Linked DNA regions of Mus musculus: all the other regions are linked to region 3. A link is a contact called in public promoter capture Hi-C data. All regions are on one chromosome and are shown on one strand. The core of a region is the stretch at or near the end of the contact, and the rest is flanking DNA. Distances in the headings are between cores, read along the strand shown.

What was found. Promoter capture Hi-C pulls out the DNA fragments that hold promoters and counts their contacts. Capture Hi-C pulls out chosen DNA fragments and counts their contacts.
Region 1: a contact with region 3 is called in a promoter capture Hi-C map of liver, with 2.5 times the contacts expected there. The contact joins the promoter of Cnih4 here to the promoter of Kif28 in region 3. A contact is called at or near these places in 3 of 39 promoter capture datasets (liver and pre-B cells) and 1 of 9 other capture datasets (liver).
Region 2: a contact with region 3 is called in a promoter capture Hi-C map of liver, with 3 times the contacts expected there. The contact joins the promoter of 2900024J01Rik here to the promoter of Kif28 in region 3. A contact is called at or near these places in 1 of 39 promoter capture datasets (liver) and 1 of 115 datasets of contacts at active chromatin or transcription factors (pancreatic cancer cells).
Region 4: a promoter capture Hi-C map of the HPC-7 cell line shows a contact between it and region 3, with 4 times the contacts expected there. The contact joins the promoter of Cox20 here to the promoter of Kif28 in region 3. A contact is called at or near these places in 12 of 39 promoter capture datasets (the C10 cell line, the HPC-7 cell line, HPC-7-derived erythroid cells and 7 more), 1 of 484 Hi-C or Micro-C datasets (embryonic stem cells), 7 of 115 datasets of contacts at active chromatin or transcription factors (astrocytes, embryonic forebrain, embryonic stem cells and 3 more) and 1 of 9 other capture datasets (embryonic stem cells).

The regions. Positions count from the first base shown.
Region 1 is chr1:181,148,834-181,152,413 of GRCm38.p6, forward strand. It overlaps Cnih4 (cornichon family AMPA receptor auxiliary protein 4), which reads left to right and starts at 2,098. Exons shown (of 5, transcript NM_030131.3): 1 at 2,098-2,228. The coding sequence starts at 2,160.
Region 2 is chr1:180,776,139-180,779,648 of GRCm38.p6, forward strand. 2900024J01Rik (a long non-coding RNA gene) reads left to right here and starts at 1,823. Exons shown (of 3, transcript XR_373751.4): 1 at 1,823-1,921.
Region 3 is chr1:179,743,339-179,746,632 of GRCm38.p6, forward strand. It overlaps Kif28 (kinesin family member 28), which reads right to left and starts at 1,862. Exons shown (of 23, transcript NM_001370897.1): 1 at 1,779-1,862. The coding sequence starts at 1,862. It overlaps Ahctf1 (AT hook containing transcription factor 1), which reads right to left. Exons shown (of 36, transcript NM_026375.2): 36 at 1,566-3,190. The coding sequence ends at 2,995.
Region 4 is chr1:178,317,349-178,320,528 of GRCm38.p6, forward strand. It overlaps Cox20 (cytochrome c oxidase assembly protein 20), which reads left to right and starts at 1,805. Exons shown (of 4, transcript NM_025511.2): 1 at 1,805-1,860. The coding sequence starts at 1,822.

The sequences.
Region 1 (3,580 bases), core at 848-3,347, 1.4 Mb after region 3:
CACACCCAAGCCGCACCTCCTTAAGACACACCTAACTGCATGTGACAGGCCAATATCTAGACTTTTATATTTTGCTAACAATTAGATTTTCTAAGTACAATAATCAAATGTCTGTAACAATACTTGGCCTGCTAACTTTTTATGCTGATCATTTCCTTCTCATAAATTTTGATTCCCTGTAGAGGAAATCTTTTCGTACTGTCCAGAAACATCACCTGTCAGTAAAAAAGCCTATGGCCAATGAACTGAGGCAGGATTAGAAGATGGGACATCCGGCAAAGGGAAATGGAATTCTGGGAAATAGTTAGACAAGGGAGATATACCCAAATGCTGAAGGAGATAGTTGCATAACACTGAAGATAGGTAACCAATTATGTAGCGGGACTTAGAATAAAAAAGCTGGGTAATTAAGTTATGAGCTAGAGAATAACCCGAAGCATTAAGTCATTATCTTGGGGAGCTTGTGTGCAGGTGGAAAAGCCTGATGCTACATTTCCCGGTATTTGACATTGCAACAATGCTTTTGAGTTTTAGGTAGAATTAAGACAAAATTCATCATAATGGGAAATGGTAATTTAATAATTGTGGTTAGCGGGGGTGGGGGTGGGTGGGGTGTGTGTGTGTGTGTGTGCTGTAGAGATGGCTCAGTGGTTAAGAGTACTGACATCTCTTTCAAAGGTCCTGAGTTCAATTCCAAGCAACCACATGGTGGCTCACAATCATCTATATTGGTATCTGATGCCCTCTTCTGGCATGCAGACATATATGCAGGTAGAGCACCCATACATTAAAAAATTTAAACAAACAAACAAAATAATTGTGGTTAATTGTGGTGTGAGCTATTACATTTTCTCAGGATAAAAGACCATCTAAGGGATGTAGGACAGGCCCAGTGTGGTGGTAAAAAGGGTGCTGGATCCGTGGAGATGGAATTACAGACAGTTGTGAGCTGCCATCCAGATTCTGGGAATGGAATCCAGGGAGCCATCCCTCCAGCACACCCCCTACCCCATCCTGTTTTTTTTTCTTTTTTCTTTTTAAGCACAGCAAGTGCCTACTGTCTTGGGCCTCTCTGCTCCTTGTAAATCGTCCAACCCTGTGTGAAACCCTCAGCCTGGTCTCTGCTGCTCTTCAGGGGTTTCTTCCTGCCCTTCAGGGTACTTGGGACTGCTTTTAATTTCTGTGGTTTATTCTATCTCCCCTACACTTACTATGCAAGGTGCAGGCTTGTGGGTGCCTCCCCTCTCTGTTCATTGTGTCTCTTAAGACCTAGAACAGTGCCTCACATACACTACCTGCTTTAAATTTAAATTTAAAATGAAAGTTAAATAAATGGATGAGCGAGTGAATGGCTGCTGGAATTGGCTTCCAAAGGCAACAGAACCCACCCAAGTTCTGTTTTGAATATTTAGTTGCTACTTTATTGCCCTTTTAACCACCAGAGCAGTTGTTTGCTCTGTTCATCTCTGCACTTGAAGTGTACAGTAGCTCTTGGTCTATAGTAAGGGTGTAGTAAAAATTATTTGCCTCCCTCTTTAAAAAAAGGTTGATAACTGGATTCTGTAAAATTCTTCAAATTCAGAGGTGAGAAAGCTTGCTGTTATCAAGAATTGGCAAGCAACTGGGTAAGTGCTGGGGAAACAGGTCAGGAACTGAAGAGCAGAACTCAGTGGCTTTGTATTTGAGATGAAAAGTTATAGAATGCAGGAGGGTAGAGAACAGGCGTTAAAGCAGCCATGTGTGGAGACCTATGCCAATAATCCCAATGCAAAGAGACCCAAGTTAGAGGCCAGGCTGGGCTTACAGAGCAAGATCATACCACTCGCATACAAAGCGCATTCCACAGAAACCAACAATGATAGGCAAGGAAGGATGGATACAAAGTGAAAGAGAGACAGAAAATTTCATATGATAGGCAAGGAAGGATGGATACAAAGTAAAAGAGAGACAGAAAATTTCATACAGGGTGAGTAACTTCATGCAGTGGATACTAAATGAGGGTGAGGTCCACCTGCTATGCTCCCTGGGCACTAGTGAACTTCATTTCCCATCATGCATCGCGTCGCGGAGGTGGCGTTTTTGGACCACAACTCCCGGCATGCCGCCTATCCCAGCGGCGCGGCCCGAAGCTGGTTTGACGGGCGGAGCGGCGGCGGAGGATGGAGGCGGTGGTGTTCCTCTTCTCGCTCCTCGACTGTTGCGCGCTCATCTTCCTCTCCGTCTACTTCGTATCCTTGGTTGAAGCGGGCCGCGGCCGCCGCTCGTTCCCAGGGCTACCGCCGGGGCAATGGGCAGAGGGTGGGCCCGGCGGGCGCTGGCAGGTTGGGGTGAGGGGGCGGCGGCGCGGGCCCGGGTCGCGAGCGGAGGAGCCTCGCTGCGCCTCGGGCGGGCCTGAGCCAGCTCCCCCTGCCTCCTCTTCGCCTGCCTGGGCCGCCGGGGGTCCCCGAGAGAGCGAAGCCGTTCAGGGGCATAGCCGGCCGGCCTGAGGCTTTGCCGCCTTCTCTAGTCCCCGGCAGCACCCTTGCCCCTTTGTCCTTGTGGGTGTCTGCCCTTCTGGAGACTCCCCACACCCAGGAGATGACTCATTCCAAGAACTGGCGGTGTGCTTCCTTCACGTGCAGTTCTTTAGGGTTTTTGAAAGAAGCATCCACAAAGTGTTTCTGGTTGCCTTCCGCAGTGGACTATCTGTAAACTCAGTAACTATACCTGTGGCTTAATCCCCAGTTTCTAAACTTTATATATATATATATAAAATCCGTGTTAACATTCAGTATTTTCTATAGTTGTTTCTGTTACAGGTTTCAAACAGTATTTTCCAGACCAGTACATGGTGTTCTTCAGCCTAGCACTGTAGTAGTTGTGTGATGTGACTTCAGTACTCTCAGTCCTTGGGGGATGATAGTCTTTGTTACAGCACGCTGCTGTAATGCAGTAGTGTAATGCACAGACCACTTTTAAGTAATTAGATATGACTAGTAAAGTGCTCCAGGACCTGTGGCTGTTGCCCCTTTCCCTATGAAATCACGTCCTCTTTTCTGATCGAATTGAACTTTTTGTTTGTGCAGCCCTGGAATGGCTGCACAGAATATATTTCCCGCTTTTATGATGAACTGACAGTTTGTCTTAATAGGAAGAAACAAACTTTGGAACTATGAACCTTGCCCAGTACTGTATCTTACCTGCTTCGATTTTCTTTAGGATTGTAGATATGTATTTCCTAAATATACACAGTGAGAATTTGTGTCAAACACCCAGTGGCTGCCCAATTGAAATTATCTAGCAGCAGTTCTTACTTTGATGATTTCTCATGCAAAGAGCCCTGTGTTTTATTAGCTTTGAGGAACTGAATAAAAGGGCAAGATCTCTTACCTAAGTTCCAATGACCATTGTTTAGCTTATGATATAAGGGACCAGAGCTGTTTGACAGAAATGCAACAACAATTTTTTATTATTTTTGTAGTTTGGAAAATTTGATCATTAAAACAGTCTTGGTGTATAACAGATCATGTATATATGTACATGTTAGCTGGAATGTTGAACAGTGGTTACACAGTCAGGGCACATTTTGGTGAGAATTCAG
Region 2 (3,510 bases), core at 573-3,072, 1.0 Mb after region 3:
TAGGCTTAGCTGCTTTGGGGTTTTCCTTTGTGTTTATTTTTAGCAAGGATTGTGTGCCTAGCTCTGCAGTAAAACAGCTGATGCTACCAATCTTTGTTCCAGGGATCTGCCCGAGGCAACCTCACAGGTTTCTGCAGCCCAAAGGGAAGGTGATGGGTTGCCTGGCCCACCCAAGCTGAATCCAGAGCATTAGTCTCACAGGACCTTTTCCCTCTCGTGGTACCTTCTGGGTATGGAGGAAACGAGAAGCCAAGTGCTTTGGACAAGGCTGGAAGCTGAAGAGGCAGCCCTGCTTGCGGGCTTAAGCTTCCAGAATGGATCTCCTGCTGGCGTCTGCAGGGAGAGGCTGAAATGCCCAGGAGAGATCTCCACATCAGGCATCCGGAGGAGGCAGAAGAGAGGCCACCACTGTTGGGTCTCACACTCCATTTTGGATTTGCCTTTGAGGATCCCCACCCCCGACTTCCCCAAGGGGAAGGGCTAAGGGAAAACTATTTAGTTGGTGAACCCTACCTTAAGACGCCAGATTCTGGCACAGTCCCCTGTCAAGCTAGTGCAAGCCATCTGGGAGAACCACATGGGCCCTGAGCTTCCAAGAGACCCTGAAGGCTGGAAGGCGGACATTAGGAAATAAATACTTTACCTCTGTCCTTCCGTGTCTCAATACTGGTGACTTGTGGGCACTGCCCTCCACGCAGAGCTGGACAGAGTCCCTGCACAGAATAGGCCTGGTCATCCTGAGCAAGAAGATTAACAGAGCGGGGCAGTGGTGGTGCACACCTTTAATCCCAGCACGTTGGGAGGCAGAGGCAGGCGGATTTCTGAGTTCGAGGCCAGCCTGGTCTACAGGGTGAATTCCAGGACAGCCAGGGCTACACAGAGAAACCCTGTCTCGGGAAAGAAGAAGGAGGAGGAGGAGGAGGAGGAGGAGGAGGAGGAGGAGGAGGAGGAGGAGGAGGAGGAGGAGGAAGATGATTACCAGAGCACCCTGCAGAGGACTCTAGAATTCTGAGGAAGAGACGGTGTGACACAGGGACTTTAATTCATACTCTGGACAGTTAACACTTGAGGTGTCCAGGGATCACCACTTCAGGGATGACTAAATTACTGCTTATCTACATAAACACCCAAAAGAGTCATAAATTAAGGTTCTTTTGCAAAGTGATTTATGTACCATATGTGACCTGAGAGAAAGAGTGATCTGGCTGGCACTTCTGGCCCAAGGAACTTCTGAAAATCCAGCGAGCTGTGGTCTGGGGCTGGAGCTGCCGGTCGTGTGGTTCCGGGGCCGCTACTGCAGGAAAACAGCTGTGCTTCTTTCTAAGAGATCCTGTTGTACACACCAGGCCTTGCACTGAGTAACAAAACAACACTACGACCTCTAATGTCTGTGTCTGTGACTGGAGACAGTCTTGCAAGGTGGTGGCGAGGAGGCCACAAGCTTTCGAATATCAAATTTCTGCTGCAGCGCCTTGCGGCTGTGAAACCATAGCAAGGTCAGAACCAGGGTCCCAACCTCTCCAGGGCCCCGAGGCTCATGGTCTCCCACTGCAGGAGCATACCTGCTTCCGGGACCAGCTTTCTTTTGGGGGAACGGCGCGGCCTAGCGGCCTCTGGTAACCGATGCAAGGATCCCTCTCTTCCCTCTCCCTTCCCCCTCCCGAGTCCCAGCTCTTGGTTTGCGCCTTGGCCTCGGGATCTTCCGGGTCCCACCGCGCGCTGCTCGCGGGCAAGCCGCTGGGCTCTGGCGCCTTGAGCATCCGAGCAGGTCCTGCCCCCGCCGTAGGCGTGGGGACCTAGAGCTGCCCTCCGCTCCTTGTCCCGGGCCAGAGGCGGACACTAGGCGGTAGAAGCAGCTGCAGGGTCTGCCCTGCCCCCGCCCCGCGCGGAGAGCTGCTGCCAGGAACAGCAATATTAATAGGTACAAACTTCCTGGAAAGATTTTCGTCTTCGCGGTAAATGACCCCTCCTTGTCTGCCGGGGCAGGCGACGGGGAAGCCTGGGACCCACAGGAGCCAGGGACATTTGGGACCCATGGAGCTGTGGCTCACGAGAGCTGAGGTTCATTGGTTGGGGACCCACTCGGTGGGCAGGTCACAGACACCGTAGGGCAGGGCTGGGCTCGCCTTGGTAAATTAGGCGTTGGAGCCGCGACGCCCGATTGCCATTCCTCGGGAGCGCGCACGCCCTGGGCCACCCCGCCCGTATGCAGCGGCCGTAGCTCCTCCTCCGGATCGGGCTTCGGGGACCTTTGGTCACTTAGGAGCACCCAAACAACTCTGCAGCTGGTGCCCATAGGTGCGCGTCATTCCTTTCTCTAGAATTACCTGGCCCAGAAGCAGTTGTAGCCAAAGCCACCTCTCTCTTTCCCAGTCGCCAAGAGAGGACGGATCAGGAAGCGTCCCACCGGCCGCTTGGGCGCTGTGTGGTCAGTCCATGCCTGCATCTTGCGGATAGTCAGGTCCCAGTGCCTCCGCAGGAGGCTCACTCCCCGTACGGTGGCTGGAGTTCCCAAACCCTTTTTTTTTTTTACAACTCTGGACAGGGCGCCTGTTCTAGATTGGTTGGAGGTGTTTTCCCACCTGAAAGTCATCATTCATTGAAAATATTTATTGAAGCCGATGTGGTGGGAAGCTTGTAATTCCAGCACTCTGGAGGCAGAGGGAAGAGGATCTCCCATAGGTAAAGTTAGCCAGGTACTGAGCCCTTGACTTAAACAAACAAATTATCGCTACAAAGCAAACACAAAAATCCTCTTTCCCAAAACTTGAAAAAAAAAAAAAAAAGACAGAATTGAAACATACATGTGGGCAGATGGCCATGGAAGCTCACGGGAGGAGAGGCAGGAAGAGGATGGAGCAGGACAGAGCTGTGTAGACGTGTTTAGTGTTGGGACTGGGTGGTTGGGAAAGAGCAAGCCAGCCTCACAGGCTCACTCCCAAAGATGAAGACTGGCCCTGCTGGTTCCACCGGTGGTGTGGGAGTCAGAACGGCAGTTTGGGGCATGCTGGGTTTGATGCACACATTGGACATCCAAGGGTAGGGCGGAACAGATACTGGTCAGACAGGTCTCCATGCGAGATGCGAGACAGGGGAAAACACCTGAAGGAACCACCAGCCAGCCACCTCTGCTTATGGAGTGCGTGACGGTACAGTATGCGTAGGTGTAGCTAGCTTGAAACTCTCTGTAGATCAGGCTGGCCTCGATGGAAAGATCAGCCTGCCTCAGTCTCCTGAGTTGCTGTCATCCCAGTCGGAACTAAAAAATTTAAATTTAACTAATTTAAATTGAAAACAGGTTATTGACTCAGTTATTTGAAAATCTTTATTCTGTCTGAAACAACTAGGGTATAGACATCTGTTTTTTCAATGGCTTTCACATTGGGTGGTTTATAGTCGCCTCTAAGTCCAGCTCCCTGGAGTCAGAAACTCATTTTATTTTATTTTATTTTATTTTATTTTATTTTATTTTAGTGTATGGGTGTGTTGCTCATGTGTCTGTACACTACA
Region 3 (3,294 bases), core at 612-3,111:
ACAGTCTCAACAGTGATCGAGCCAGATGGGGCTTGACTTTTGGTAAGGCTTGATACCTCCCATCCTGACTGTACAGGTGCTAGAGGAACCTACACCTTCTCTTGGTCTCATGTACACTACCCGTACCTTAGCCAATACCATCTTGAGTGTTCCATATCATTAGATCCGTTGAACTGAACATTGTAGGTCTTGTCACACAGACCAACTATCACAAAGCAGAGTGCCTGAGAACCTGGTTTTCTTGCTTGCCAGCATGGCCTGTCTCTACTATATGTCTACACTATGCTAATCAGTGAAGATTAGAGTCGTTAAGGTGACACAGTAGGGACTGTGTATTCATCCATCATATGTACTCATGAGGGTACGAGCTGGTGGCATCAAGATTCAGGATCCTGGATATCTCAGACATTCCTTGGAGGTGAGTAGCAGGTAAAATCCTTTCAGTTCTTGACCTGGTATGTGTGTGTTTGCTTGCACAAGGGTTGCAAGGTACAAAGTGCAAACTTCTCATTTCCTGTATGGCAAAGATGTAATTTGCAGAACTCTCACATGATCGAAAGCTTCTCCTTCCACACCTAGTGTGATGACTGGGCCCACCACAGAGCTGATGGGAACGAGCCACATGGCATTAGCATAGTCTCACACTGGGACATTGCCTGCTCCAGGAGCTCTCTGTACCTCCTACCAGGGGGTGACAGTGAAGTTTGCTGCCACCTGCAGATGCATAAATTGGGCTCTCAGGCAAGGAGAGAATAGAACCCAAGTCTTTTGCAATAGCCAGTGCTCTTACACACTGCACCCTCTCCAGCTGCCTGGACACTTCTCTTTAGCTCTAGCACTTTCTAGCAGTCATAGAGTAACAAAACTTCACTGGTCACAGTGGGCAAAGACAAGCGTGCTATAATGGAAAGGGGGATAGCAGGTTCCACTGGGAACACACAGCACAGCTCTCTACCTCTGTGGCAAGCTTCTTACAGAACAGCATCCTCTCTGGAACCTGTGGAAGAGCTTAGTTCCAGTTCTTCTGACTTGAGTGGTATGCAGAGTGTGCCCATGTATGCTAGGTAGATGGGGCACAGCCAAGGGGAGGAGGCAGCCTTGCGCATGAGATCTCATGAGCAGTGTTTCCATAAAACTAACATGTAAGTGCACACTGGCACGTTCTCATTATGTGACTGAAGTCTGGTCAGGAACATGACTCTGCTACCTTAGCTTTCTATGTTGGGATCACTGACGTGTCCACATGTGGCAAGACTTACTTTTAAGATAAACATTTCTTGGTGTTTCATGTAGTGCAAGCTGGCCTTGAATGTACAACATAGCCAAGGATAAAAACTGAGCTTCTAGTAGGTTGCCTCGCCTCAAGCTGGCATTCCACACATCTCTGTGCCTCATTTCATAGAGTGCTGATGAGCTACCCTAGGGATTCATGCACGGTAGGCAAGCACACTTACCAACTGACATCTCTGCCCCACACCGACATGCAGTAAAAACAGACACCGCACATCTCTATTTAGCAAACTGCACTGGTTAAATAATTATTAACTTGACAGTATTTCTCTTGTCAGTTTTTTTTATTGTGCTACTTGTACCAAGGAATGAAATTAAATGTTTACTAAATTATGCTTAGAGCTTTTGTGAATCATTTGACAAATCCATTTAAATAAGTTTAATATTTCATAAATGACAAGCAGCTTAAATACAAATTCAGAAACTATTATTAAAAAATTAATAAAATCAGGCAGTAATTGTCAGCAAGGCAATGAGCATGGACTGACCTGGCTGAACGGCCGCACCCGGACGGCCACTCTCACACTGTCCGATCTCGGCACAGGCACTCTCCCCATTTTCTCATTATCCATGATGCTACTCGGTAGAAAAATAACACACAAAGCACACTGCTCACGAAAACATCCAAAGCTTAGCTGACAAAGTCTGCTTTTAGGTATCAATTATTAAGCGTCCATTCATTACACACTATCAATTACCTGTCATAAATTATTTGACAACACTTATTTATTGATGAACATCATGGCTTCCATCAGGCGCCATTACCAACGGTACACACGCTGCAGAAAAGAGGGTTCCTTTCCTCTTTTCCGACATCTGCTCACACTCTTCCATTCTCTGTAACCTGTGCCTGAGGTTCTGTGGCAGTTACCAGTTTAAAACCTGAATACTAGAGAGGCTCCTGTGACGAAGTCGCAAGCTCTTTCACAGCATGGGAAGTCTAAACCTTGTCGGCTCCTCTTCTCAGCAGCAGGCACACGTCGGTGCACTGTTTTATTTCTTTCTTCAATCCTTCCATGAGGTTGCTAGGAAGCAGTGAAACCGGTCAATCTAACCTGGATAATTAAGTCTCTGAACTGAGAGACAAGATAGTCCTTAAGTTACTGAAGAGAACTGCTAGCTAGGAAACCGATGCAGTACTGGAAAATTACTCATTTGAGGTAGATTACACAACATTTGTAAAACTACAAAAAGGCAAAATCACATGCCCACAATTCAAATTCAACACAGTATCAGGCAAAGCCCAATGAGCACAGGTACTGACCAGAGATCCGAGGAACAGCATCAAAGTGCATACATTATAAAACAGCAATGTTAAAAATAATCAATAGTTCATCGCCCTCATTTTAAGACAGTTCTAGTATCTTAACTGTAAAGAAAGGATATGAACATATGTCCAGTAGCATATAAAATTACAACTCAAACAGAAAGCTCCTCTCAAAAATCTACCAGACACACAGTGTACTTTACAGTAGTTTATTTAACCTCCCAATGATAAGTCATATTTACATTGATATAAACGCATCAAGTCGTATAAAACGCCTGCACTACAAGAACTGCACTCCATGTGGAGTTACTCATTTACTGCTTACAAAATTGTACAATTTATATAAAGTATTTCCATCCAAATTGGTGACTTTAATAATCCACACAAATACTGTTGACTTTTACAAACAGGTGCGTGTTAAAATCTTGGGCTAAAAATTACAGCATTTTCCTGCGTAAAATTTGCTTTGGAAAAGAAGATGGCTTCTTTCTGCCCCTTCCAAGAGTTTTTCCTGCTATTTCTGCAGTTTTTCTTGGCTTGCCGGTCTTTATTTCATCCACTGGACTCGCCAAGGGAGAAACCAGCTTAATTTCTACAGGAGGAGGTGACCAAGAACTTCCTTTTCCTGTGTTTCTGAAAGAAAGATACAGTCAAGTAGGAATGGGCACAAAGTGCTGTCTGGTCAAGTGCTTCTCTCGCAGAGACCTGGAGAGTGGACTTGCAGGCAGGGTTAAGGC
Region 4 (3,180 bases), core at 555-3,054, 1.4 Mb before region 3:
CTATCCTTGTGACTGTCCTTCTGGAATGTATAAACAGAACACTAACTTCCACCAATCCCAAAGACTGAGAATGTCATCAGATGAAATCTAAGGCCAATAGCCAGAGACATTCCATAAACTGAAGTGTCTTATCTCTTTTGTTACCATATAAAACTCATAAGACTGTAACACTTTTATGTTGAATATGGTTTGGGGGCAGTTTGAATCCTGTCCTTGGGTCATGATCATTTACATTTTACTACAGAATAAACTCTATTCTCTTCAAAGTCGTTTTCTTTCATCCACACCTTCAGGGAGAAGGAGAAGGGTGAGCTTGTTACTTTTCATTATTAACTGTTAAAAGACAAAACTGAAAAATATTCTATTTTCGTTAAATTAAGAAACTTTATCGAATCCATGACATTTTTCAAACAAGTGAAATGGACTCCAACTCAGTATACTCTAGCAACGTCTCAGTCACAAGTAAAACGGTAACGCCATTTCCTCGGTATTTTTCCCGTTACGTCCTTTATACCGCAATTAGGAATGCAAAAGAATTCCTCTCTCCTTTATGGAATATTACAACCTTAAATATTACCTTCCAGACAAAAATTCAAAGCCTGGCTAGCCAAGAATTTCAGTAGAGTATCCCAAACTGTCAAGATAACAGTTCCTTTTCTAGTCCTAGTAATATTAGAGCATTATACACTTTGTAACTGTTCAGCTTCCTTAAAAACAAAAAACAACTTACTACGCATAAAGAGAAATATAAATCACTTTTACCCCCTGGGATTGGCGAAAAGCAGTTAATGAGCATGAAGAATAAGACAGTAAGCAGTCCGCATGGTAATTAAGATGAGACCCTCCCAGCTAACACTGACGGGCAAGTAGCGTGCAGCACGTTACATGAAAGGCGGCATGACTCTGCACAATGACAGGCCGGGACATTTTCCGGGGAAGGGCCGTTTGGAACGGAAGAGGCCAAATCGGGAAATAGGTAAACAAAGAAAGGCAAAAGGCCGGGGCCAGGACATTAACCCGAAAACGGAGTCGCCATCGCCTGCTGAACTGGCTGACACTTGGACCCAAACGACCCACGGTCTGGGTTTCTACCCGCTATGTCACCGTCGCGTCACCCACGGCCTCCCTCCCGAAGGAAGGCACTTGCCGCCTGACGCATGCCCCCTAGGTAGCGGCCGCCTCCATTTTGTCCTGAGTCTCCTCCACGCGAGCGGCGCGCTATTTTTAACCTAAATCTGCGGGCCGGAGGGGGAGGGGCGTGGGCCTGGCGGGCGCTGGAAGGCCGCCGCGAGGGACCGAGGCGGGGGTGCGGGAGGTTGTCAAGGTCACCAAAGCTAGGACAAAGGACAAGCTGGGAACGAGGCCCGCGGAAACAGCGCCAGGCGACTTCCGGCAGTGCGGGGGCCGTCAAACCCGGACTCCCGCCCTCTAAGAGGACAAAGCGGCGCGCGACGCGCGGCCCCGGCTCCGCCCTCAGCGCCCAGCACGGGGACGCGCACAACGGTTGAAATGGCGGTTAAGGCGGAGGAGGGGCTGAGGGAAGCGAGTTTCTCGGTGCTCCTTGACTCGGGCCACCCTGCCTGCGAGACAGGAACCGGTGGCGCTTCTCTAGGTTGCCACCACTCGCGTTCCTCATGGTCGGTTGCGGGTTGGAAAACAGTGTGGCCGGTTCCATGGAACAAAGGAGTGTGCCAGGGCGGGCTTCCGGACAGCCCCAGGAACGCTCCCTAAGATGGCCGCCGCCGCGCGGGGATGGGGTGGGCGGAGCCCGTGTTGCTCCCGTCGCGGGCCTGGGCGGGGCGATGGAGAGGACTGGTGCCCATGGCGGCCGCCCCGGAGCCCCACGAGACGGAGAAAAAGGTAATGTTCGCCATGGGGCAAGGGGGGGTGGGGGGAGGTGTGCAGTGCGCAGGCCGCGACCCGGTTTCCTAGACCCATCCCATAGCCGCGAGGTATATCAGCGATCTAGTCCTCATATCCCGGATATATCTAAATTGCCAGTTAAACTAGTGAAGAGCAGGCCTGCAGGGTCAGAAAACGGAGACTAATCCAAAACTAGCATTGGATTTGGTAGAAAGGGCTAATAAAGGGGAAATGAAAACTCTGGAGAGCTGGGCGTGATGGTGCATGCCAGTAATCTCCACTTTGAGGGCTGAGGCAGGGGTGAGTTCTGGGCCAGCAAGTGAATCAGTCCTTTTCCTTGCACAACACAGGAGCGCACACTCACAGGTAAGGTATAGATTTGTTAGTTCAATGTGAGAACTGCAGTTTGACCTCTTATTAAAAAAGACGAAATCTCCACTCTGCATGAAGCCGACATCCTACTGGGGTAACGGGACAGTCGAATTTCATCCATTTAAGCCAGCCGGGATAAAACTGCAGTTTGGCCATGAACTGCTAGGCCTGATAGAATGGCTACAGGAAGGTGTCCCAAGTGGAGACTAATTAAGCCATGGTCAAGTGTCTAAAGATGTCTTTTGTTAAACAACTAAAACACTACCTATCAAATGAAAACTTGCTAGCACAAGTAAGGTCAAATGTAGTGTTTGCTTCATAGCTCATCTAGACTTGCTGAAATTGAACAGTGGGTTTGACAAAAAGACTCTGCTCTGAAAAATAAAGCCATGAAGGCTTGGGATGGGCACACCTTTTAACCAGGCACTTAGGAGGCAGTGAGTTCCAGGATAGCCAGGGCTACAAAGTAAACCTAAAACCTGTCTCAGAAAAGATTTTGGAAGCAAGAGAAACTACTTGAAAATACTTTGATACTTTGGTCGGTTTGCAAAACCGACTAAGACCAAATAAGCAGATGAATAGTCTCACAAACAGGGAGTCGAATAAATGGTATTCAGCTGATAACAGGTCACAAATGTTAAATCCGTAAAAGGAGGGGACACTGCTACTGGAACGTTGCTACTGCCAAATCCCCAGGCCAGTGGAACAGCAAGCCAATTACTGTAAATGTTTTCTCAAGATTCCCGGTGAGATGGAATCTAAGTGTATCTTTGCCTAAACAGTGGCCATGAGCGTGTGGGTACTCAAGTAAAATCAGGAGCATCTAGTTAATATAGTCTTGCAAGGCAACAGAAAAATGGTAGTATTAGGACTTAAGATGTGGAAGCAAGCGCAATCCTCAGAAGGTAAAGGTGCTTATTTACCACCTCTGTTCAAGTCTCTGGA